Regions from separate parts of the Bactrocera dorsalis genome. Here region 1 is linked to region 2. A link is a contact called in public Hi-C data. All regions are on one chromosome and are shown on one strand. Each heading gives the region's core, a stretch centred on a gene start, on an enhancer-like site or on the middle of the called end of the contact. The rest is flanking DNA. Distances are from core to core; before and after follow the strand shown. Region 1 has its middle 90 kb from the start of Trnaf-gaa. Region 2 has its middle 19 kb from the start of LOC105226339.

What was found. Hi-C and Micro-C count contacts between places; a contact is called where the count stands out from the background.
Region 1: a Hi-C map of whole body shows a contact between it and region 2, with 6 times the contacts expected there. The contact joins two enhancer-like sites. A contact is called at or near these places in 2 of 2 Hi-C or Micro-C datasets (both in whole body).

What each region holds. Positions count from the first base shown.
Region 1 is chr2:36,274,776-36,279,401 of ASM2337382v1, reverse strand. No RefSeq gene overlaps it. Among protein-coding and RNA genes, the nearest start is that of Trnaf-gaa, 90 kb to the left of the region's middle. Within about 2 kb of position 2,706, the one cell type or tissue checked has open chromatin away from gene starts, as enhancers often do.
Region 2 is chr2:36,169,018-36,173,486 of ASM2337382v1, reverse strand. No RefSeq gene overlaps it. Among protein-coding and RNA genes, the nearest start is that of LOC105226339, 19 kb to the right of the region's middle. Within about 2 kb of position 1,571, the one cell type or tissue checked has open chromatin away from gene starts, as enhancers often do.

The sequences.
Region 1 (4,626 bases), core at 1,457-3,956, 100 kb before region 2:
TTTTAGAACAATCTGGTAAATGTGCTTTTACTTTTCTTAGGCCCAATTGACTTACGAGGTTTGACAATTAAGTAATGAGACTGATTTTATTATTCGAGACAAGCGCAGACATCCAAAAGGACCTGGCAACCGAACTCCATCTGGTACCCCAAAGGACCAACACTAGTCTATGCGTGGCTTATTTGTCTACCAGATCTTTGTTGAATAATTTCACTCATCGTAAAAGTCGCTGAATGCACTTTATGTACTTTAGAAAGACAAGCAAATGCCACCGACAGTCACATCAACCTAGAAAAAAAAAATCTACGAATGGGGTTTCGCGCGAAACATAAATTAAAAAATCTTAATATATTTTGTTCACAATATTCTACTTATTACTTAAAATATAAGCAAAAGATATATAAACGTTATTCGATAGTGGTGCCACATCATCATTATTTTAAAAGAAGTGAATCAGATAGAAAGAAATCAAAGAGAGTCAAGCGCCCGAAATATAAATATTGAGAACAACCAAATAAACTCAATTTCGACCATTTTCAAAGTGTGTGATAGGATTTATTTGCGGAGATATTTTCACGAAATTTAACATGTATTAATGCCCAAGACCAGACTACAAATGTTGAAAAAGCCTTGCTGGACGATCAAAATCAAGTTCTTGTAAGGAAAGCCTTATTATTCAACAATATACTTTTTAAATAAGCAATGGTATGCTACACTGCGTGCAATAATCGATATGTCGAAGAATGCATTTCCGGGGCGCCTAATCTCTCGTTTTGGCGATTTGCACTGGCCAGGAAGATCGCCTGATTTGACCGCTTGTTTTTGTGGGGCTTTTTGAAGTAGCGGGTTTATATCAACAAGCTTAAGGCTCTTGTAGCTCTTAAAGATAATATCCGTAAGGAATGTGAGGACCTATCGCCGAAAGTTCTGGTCAAAGTGATGGAAAATGGCATAAGAAGAGATCAAATGACAATCAACTGTGGCGGCGGCCATTTACATGATATATTCTCGACTTAATGGAAAAAAATTTAAAATACCAAATAAAAATAATACACAAACAGAATTCAAAGATTTTCATTTTTTAAAAGAAGTTTTCCATTTTCTAAAAAAACATCGGAAGGTTATTTTTGCGCCACCTGTTATATATGTAGCTGCCAGACAAACTGAACGATTGTTATCAAATGCTTGTATGGAAAGCTTTTGCATTTGAGGAGATATCCTCATGTCATGATGCAAGCTCCGAAGAAATGATTCAAATAGGATCTTTTGTATTTGTGGAGAGCATGACAGCTTTTTCTTGTTTTTTTTTTTTTTGTTTTTAACAATGTGTTTTTAAGAATGAAACGAATTTAAGGACACAGTATTTTTTCCAAATGGTCATTGCCTTGAAGACATATGCTGCAAGACCGGCATAAGTCAAAAAAATCGATTTTCCAGAAAACGCGTTAAAAGTTTTCAACTGACTCCAACCTTACACCTCTTTTCAAGCGGAGCATATAAAAGGTATTCATATGAATTTTTCACTCAACATGAAGTATGATATAACGAACAATTCTGCAGCATTAACTCAAAAATCACGTTTTTTGATTTATGCCGGTCTTGCAGCAAATGAGCGATATAGTCCTTAATTAATGAACGACGCAAGGAATTTTACTGGAGACAACCAACTAATCTTAAGATTTTGAATAATATATTAAAATAATGAAAGTATAATAAAATGAATATTTTAAAAGTATAACATGATGGGTGGAGCCATGTGTAGGCAATACGTTCTATATGGTCGCCTTCAAATGCCAGCAGCGCAACGAATATTTCTTAAGAAAAGGATAACCAAATTAACCCAACACACACATACAAACACATATGTGAACAGCCAAATACAAGTCAAATGAAAAAAGAACAAATCAAAATGAGAGCTCTTTGTACGCAATTAACCAATAAGAAATGCCTTGACTTAGAACCAACAATGAAATTTCGGTGGCTACCTGAATGGCTTCAATCCTCAAAAGCCAAAAAAAACACACAAAACACAGGTATGTTATAACGAGCGTCGGCACAACGACAATGGCATAAACAGCTGTTTCTGAATGAAACTGAGACCGTGGCTGAGATCAAGACCGCGAACGAGGTCTGGTCTGGCACACAAACAAACGCACACACGCGACCAAAGAAATAGAGACACAAACACAGCGACAAAATTATGAGCGAACAAAGACGATATGCAGTAACAATAACAAGAGTAATAAATGCAATAAAAAAAGCATAATTCAATTGCGCGCAGAGCAGAGTCAACTGCTGCTGAAACGGCCCACGCGCACATATCAGAACGCTTGCAATAGCAGCGCCGAGTGTAACACACACACACACATGCACACACCTATGTGGAAGACTTCTACATAGAAAAGATTGATGCAGCAGAATCACGATCCGATACAGACACATTCCCATACAACGCTCTCATTCTAGCCAACTAACGTGGCCAGCGCCGGCCTAAGAGAGTGAAATCTAGTTAGCCGGCAAGAGAGTGAAAGAGATGGTGTAAAAATATGCAGCGAAGCTGGCGAACACCTAAGCCAGACTCGTGCGCTTGCAGTGATAAGAGTGCCGGCATCTCGCTCACCTGGAGCCGGCCGGTCGTACGTGCGTGAAGATCATGCAGCGCCAAGCGCGCGCTGCAGCAGCCGTCAACGTAACCCGACTCTTTTGTACACTCTGCACCACATACATGCGCAGTACGATGCCGATGGATGTGCAGATCGTACACCTTCGCACGTACACAGCTACATGAAATTTACCTTTTGGCTTTTGCTTTTGGTTGGCGCTCTCTCATTCACTCGCAATTCTCCGCATACGAGCGCAGTGCACGCTAGCCAACTCAGTTGGTATTGGTGAGCGCTGATTGTGCGACAGCTGCGACGTCAGCGCTGACGGCAGAAAATTGCACGAAACCTTTTTGGGAGCGCGGAGAATTTAAGCTTACGACTTGACGAAAATCACAACATAAGTTCGACACCGCTCGACGAGTCAAGATCACTTGAGTGTTTAAGTTATTTAGTAACGCATTTGTACTGTGTGATAAAGCGAAAGACGTGCGAAGAGTTGATACTTTATTTTTGAATTTATAAAAGAGATTTTCTTAAACATACAACTGAAAATAGAGCTGAAGAATTTTTGAAAAAAAAAAAAATTAAAACTCAAAAAGAACTAATAACAAACGTGAAAAGTGTCATAGTTGAAGCATCCTTGCAAAACTTCAACGAAAGAATCTTACAAAGACATTTGCTTTGAGATTCTGTAATCAAAAAAAAAGAACAATAAACTTTTAAAAATATTTATAAACAAAAGACTACAATCCAAAGAATTTAATGGATTTTAAGTGTCAGTGACTTCTTTAAACAAATCACAAACACGCACGCTCATACCAGCCAACACATACGACGGCAGCGCGACGTTCGCAAACACAAAAACTTACAAAACGCTGTTAAACATAGATAGCTAGAGCTCGACGAACGTGTGGCGCAGAAGTACTACGGCGGCATAGAACCGAACTAGCAGGTCCATAACGAGCCCCACAACCACATAAGCTACGAGCAGCGCCATTCATACACACACTCGCGTTATTTGTTGCTATTTCGGCGAACAAAAAAAATTGTTGCTGTCTTTTGTGATAATAAAACAAAAACTTAAAACACGAGGCCCGGCGACAAAGCGACAAACGCAAACAAAAAAATAACCAAACTCCCAAAATAAACAGAGAAGCTGAAAAAGAACTTAATAAAAGCAAGAAGCACAGCGCGCACGAAAAACCCGATACGGTCATCATATAAATATTTCAAATATAAATATTTCATTAAAATTATTTGGCACAATGGCTCAATACTTGGATCCCACTGGCCAATACTGAGCAGCAAGCAGCCAAAAGCAAGCTATAAGCAGCAGCAGACAAGCTTAAGCGCTTAGCGGCAAGACAAAAGGAGCAGCGTTAGAACGACGTCAGCAGACAAGTTCGCAGACACGATCGACAATCAGCTGTTTTGACTAACACGCGCGGACGAAGGCAGCAGATAAGCGGCGATAAGGTAGCTAAGTAAGCAAGCTAGCAAGCGAATTGTTCGTAGATAACTTTGTAGTTGTTGTAAATTTACATAATTATTTAAAATAGTTTATCACAATGGCAGGTTATCTAGATCCCACTGGTCAATATTGAGGCAAATTAGTTTGCACACAGCTGAAGAAGAAGAAAAAAATAAGAAAACTAAAAATTGTGCGAAAAAAACCTGAAAGAAGTTAAAAAGAGTTGAGAAAAGTTCTGAAAATTAAAGAAAAAAAATTTTAAACTTTTGAAAAACGCTTTGAAAATTAAAGTAAAGTCAAAAAATTAAAATTTCAACATATTTTCAAAAAATTCAATTTTCAACATTAAAATTTTTGTTTTTGAAAATTTTCGAAAAAAAAATTTTGAAATATTTTAAAAAATTTTTAATACCGTAAAAAGTTGCTATAAACTTTAATTAACTTCCTTTTAAATAATTCTCACTGAAATTTTGACAAACATGGATATCACTTTGGATCCCACCGGCACCTACTAATTTCGCCGTTAAGTCGATTTTTTGCGCAAACCTTTCC
Region 2 (4,469 bases), core at 322-2,821:
TTCTTGAGATGAATTGTTGTCCGAAGTTTTCCCTCAAAATGGCCATAGAATCGCGAGCTGTGTGGCATGTAGCGCCATCTTGTTGAAACCACATGTCAACCAAGTTCAGTTCTTCCATTTTTGGCAACAAAAAGTTTGTTAGCATCGAACGATAGCGATCGCCATTCACCGTAACGTTGCGTCCAACAGCATCTTTGAAAAAATACGGTCCAATGATTCCACCAGCGTACAAACCACACCAAACAGTGCATTTTTCGGGATGCATGGGCAGTTCTTGAACGGCTTCTGGTTGCTCTTCACCCCAAATGCGGCAATTTTGCTTATTTACGTAGCCATTCAACCAGAAATGAGCCTCATCGCTGAACAAAACACGCGCGCGAAACACATTTCGAACCGAACACTGATTTTGGTAATAAAATTCAATGATTTGCAAGCGTTGCTCGTTAGTAAGTCTATTCATGATGAAATGTCAAAGCATACTGAGCATCTTTCTCTTTGACACCATGTCTGAAATCCCACGTGATCTGTCAAATACTAATGCATGAAAATCCTAACCTCAAAAAAATCACCCGTTAGTTTTGTTCATCTAACGGTTTTTTGTTTCATCTACAAACAATCGGGCGTAATCGGACCCCCGCCACGCCCACAAATCATCACTTATCAACTTATAAAATGCCATAACAAAGCACTAAAAAGAGATATAAAGCTGTTATTTGATATGGGAGATTGCAGTATCAAGGGGCATGTGTGAGCAAAAAATTAAAAAATTGGGTGTGACCCCGCCCTGTTAAGCTACTAAAAGCGCCATAAATCAATAACTTAATACCCCCAAGATAGTATCAGATGGATTTATAGGACCCGAGGTCAAAATTGAACTATGGATGTTGCTCACTTTTAGGTGAAATCACATATTTTGGGACTTGCTCAACCGATTGCAATCACATTCGGTATATAATATTAAGCTGACATACCTATGTTACAATACGAAAATGGACAAAGTCGGACTTCAACCACGCCTACTTCTCATACAATATAAACCGATTTTAAATTCCATTTTTCAGTTTAAAAATCAAGAAGTAATTAATATAACGGCATAAAACTTTGCACGAATAGTGCCTCTGAAGTATGCCACCATATGACCAAAATATTCTAGCCCCTAGATATCGAAAATTTGCACCCCATACCGTATGGCTGACTTTTTACAGAAAATATCAGTCAATATGTGCGATATATAAAAATTCGGAGAGAATCTTTTCCTGATAATAGTATATCTGAATGTCAAAAATTGGTTCAATTGGGTCACCAACAAAATTCCTTAGCCCCCATATAACTAATATAAAAAATTTTCGAACTTCCGGCTGACTTTATACCCCAGTATGTGAATTATATAATTAGGATAATTGTGAGCGTGGTTTCTCTCCTAACGGTGCACCTCTTTATCTAAAATCTAGTAAAAACTTTCCTCTAAACTAAAAAGAAATAATTTTTGCTTCAACTTGCATGTGTACCACCCGTTCAACAAATGTAAATAATGGCAGCGGCCTAGCCTCAGTGCACATATCGTATGAGCAGCATTGAACTTGATCGTTCAAAAGGTGTTGTGCGTTTTCCATATGCTCAATTTACTGCTTCACTTGCCTATTATTACTATTACAATTGTTGTTGGTATTGTTGTTACTGTTATTGCATTATCTATTAGTTTACACACAAACAAAATGACTTTGAGCTTTCGTTTAGACAATGTCGTTTCTACGGACGTCAAATGATCGTATAACGTCAATTGATTACTCGTTTGTCAGCGACAACAACAACTGCAGCACTGTTCAATAGAACAGTACATTATTTGTTTATTTGTCTTATCAATTCTGCCTGCCAGTAAATCAACGTACATTCATTTATATATGTGTATGTATATTAGTGTATTTTCTTCAATTAAGTCTCAATAAAGTTAGGGGCACGAAACAGGTTGTAAAAGAATTGATAATTTATTCGTTGGTTTGCTTGCAGTGTTCGCCTAGCTTTTAATTGGATTGTTTGTTTGCGAAATTTGCGAAAAATCTAGGCAAATATGTCGATATTTCTATATATATACATATATAAGTTTATATGGTATCTGTGTTTGTTGCACACGAGTGTGTTCTCTAATTTCGTTGGACTTGCCAAACTTCTCTTCAATTTGTGATGCTCATTTTGTTGTTTTATGATAATTAAACCTATCATAGAGTCCACCAAACATTAGGCACTCCCTCTCGCTGGACTTCTCATTTATGGTTGTAACAGTTTGATCACCCGTAGGTGCACTTTTTTCAATAGCTTTCTTTGACAGATCACGCATGAGTCGTGTCAAGCTGCCATGCTATTCTTGTTCAGTATTGTATGCTATATCATCATGGAAAAACTTACCCCTGAACAAAGTTTACAAATCGTTTAACTTTACTACGAAAATTCACGTTCTGTAAAGAAAGAGTTTCGCGCAGCTCCCTCAACTTATGGTCAACATAATCGACTTCCTGAGCGTACTATTTGACATACCATCACCCATCTTGAGACCCAGCATTCATTACTATATAATATTTGACCGAATAGACCATATCCAGCACGCAATGAAGAAAATATAGCAGCTGTAGCTGAGAGTGTACCCGACGACGGTGGAGAGTCGATTCGGCGCCGTTTGCGGCTACTTGAACGACTGGGCGCATTTTACACCGAGGTTTTAAATTGTACAAAATAGAACTTGTGCAAGAACTGAAGCCGCTCTATCTTCCCAAGCGATATCGCTTCGCTTTACGGGCTCTTGAAAAGTTCCAAGAATATCCGACGTTTTCGAGCTAAATGTTGTTCAGCAATAATTTTGCATTTTGTTTTGGCTCAATGGGTATGCAAAAAAGCAAAAATGTCGCATTTGTTTAGTGTGGTTTATGAGCTGGTGGAATCATTGATGAGAACGAACCGTCAATGGCGGTCGTGATAACCGACTATTTGATGCCTGAAATAGAGCCCCTTAGATTAGATTTAAGTTACTGTGTTTTTTTTTAAATAGATAATCTAGAAATGGATCACCCTTTAGTATTCGTTATGAACCGTTTGACACTGTGAAACGAATTCATGGTGATGTGGTTCACAATGTAATCAAAAGAAACGATGAGCATTTCATTGATTTTTCACCGACTTTGACGCGATATTTTTCGGTTTCGGCCTATTTTTTGAACAGCCTCAAGGTCATATTCATAAACCCATTTCTGCTGCCTTTGAACAATAAAATGTCAAGCGCGTTTTTACGTCCTTAAATCGACGTCGTTTTTGCAAAAGTTACGAATGAAAACATGTTAAATAGATCACATTACACATAGATGTTGAGATCCTCTGATATAACTTTCAAGCCAACACGACGATTTTCATTCACTGTTTGTTTAACTTATTCGATGTTATCGTCATTAACAGAGGTGGATGGACGATTCGCATGAAGCAAGATTTCGATAACTTTACGATCTTCGTGCCACTTAAATACTAAAATTCGTTAACTCCTCCACAAACTTCTGCAATATTTCTAACGATTTTGTAGGCGTTATTTTTTTATTGGAAAAAAATAAAATTTCAAGTAAACTCGTTAATTTTTTTCCTTAGTTATCGACTCGACTGCATCGACTCTCATCTTTTTGGTGTGACTACCATTAGTTAGGTATTCACTGGACTGGAATTATTGCACATATTTCTGCAAAGTCTCAATTTTAAAATTATATTTGACTTAAATAATAATTTTCTGCTACTAGAAGAACAATTCATTTTGCATTTCACCTCGGCAATACCAAAAGGAAGAAGTTTATTTTAAATGGAACAAAAAACCATTAAGATATTGGATGAATATGAAGTTAGATCCATCATGAACTCAATTGTAATGAAATAATTCTTTTTAGAGATGAAATCATTCACTTTCCTACAGTGATTATTAAGTTTTACAACATAATTTTCATATTGAAAGAGTGAAAGAGTGAACACCTTCAGGTTCTCATTTTTAAATGGCAGTTTAATGACATATTTAACGCCTTTCGGGTATTTTAATTTTTTAGTTGGGACATTGAGACCTTCCGGTAACTTAATCGCTCGAAAATGAACTCCAATAACTCCATTAACTAGCATCCTAAAATTATGGATGGAACATTTTTTTCCAGCCTGCTGAGTAGCAGTGCTTTCTCTAAGAAATGGCAACTCCGATTCCCCAATTTATTACCATTGCCTGACCATGAAGAAGTTCGAATAGCAATTAGCCGTTTGAAGAACAATAAAGCGGCGGGGCCGATGGATTGCCCGCTGACCCATTCACAGAGCGGGACGAAGAACTGATTTGGAGCAAGCATCAGCCTCTTTGTAAAATATAGTCGTACGAAAGCATGCCCAACGATTGGAATTTAAGAGTGCTCTGCAATCCACAGAAAGGAAGACCCTACAATCTACGGGAACTATTGTGAGAT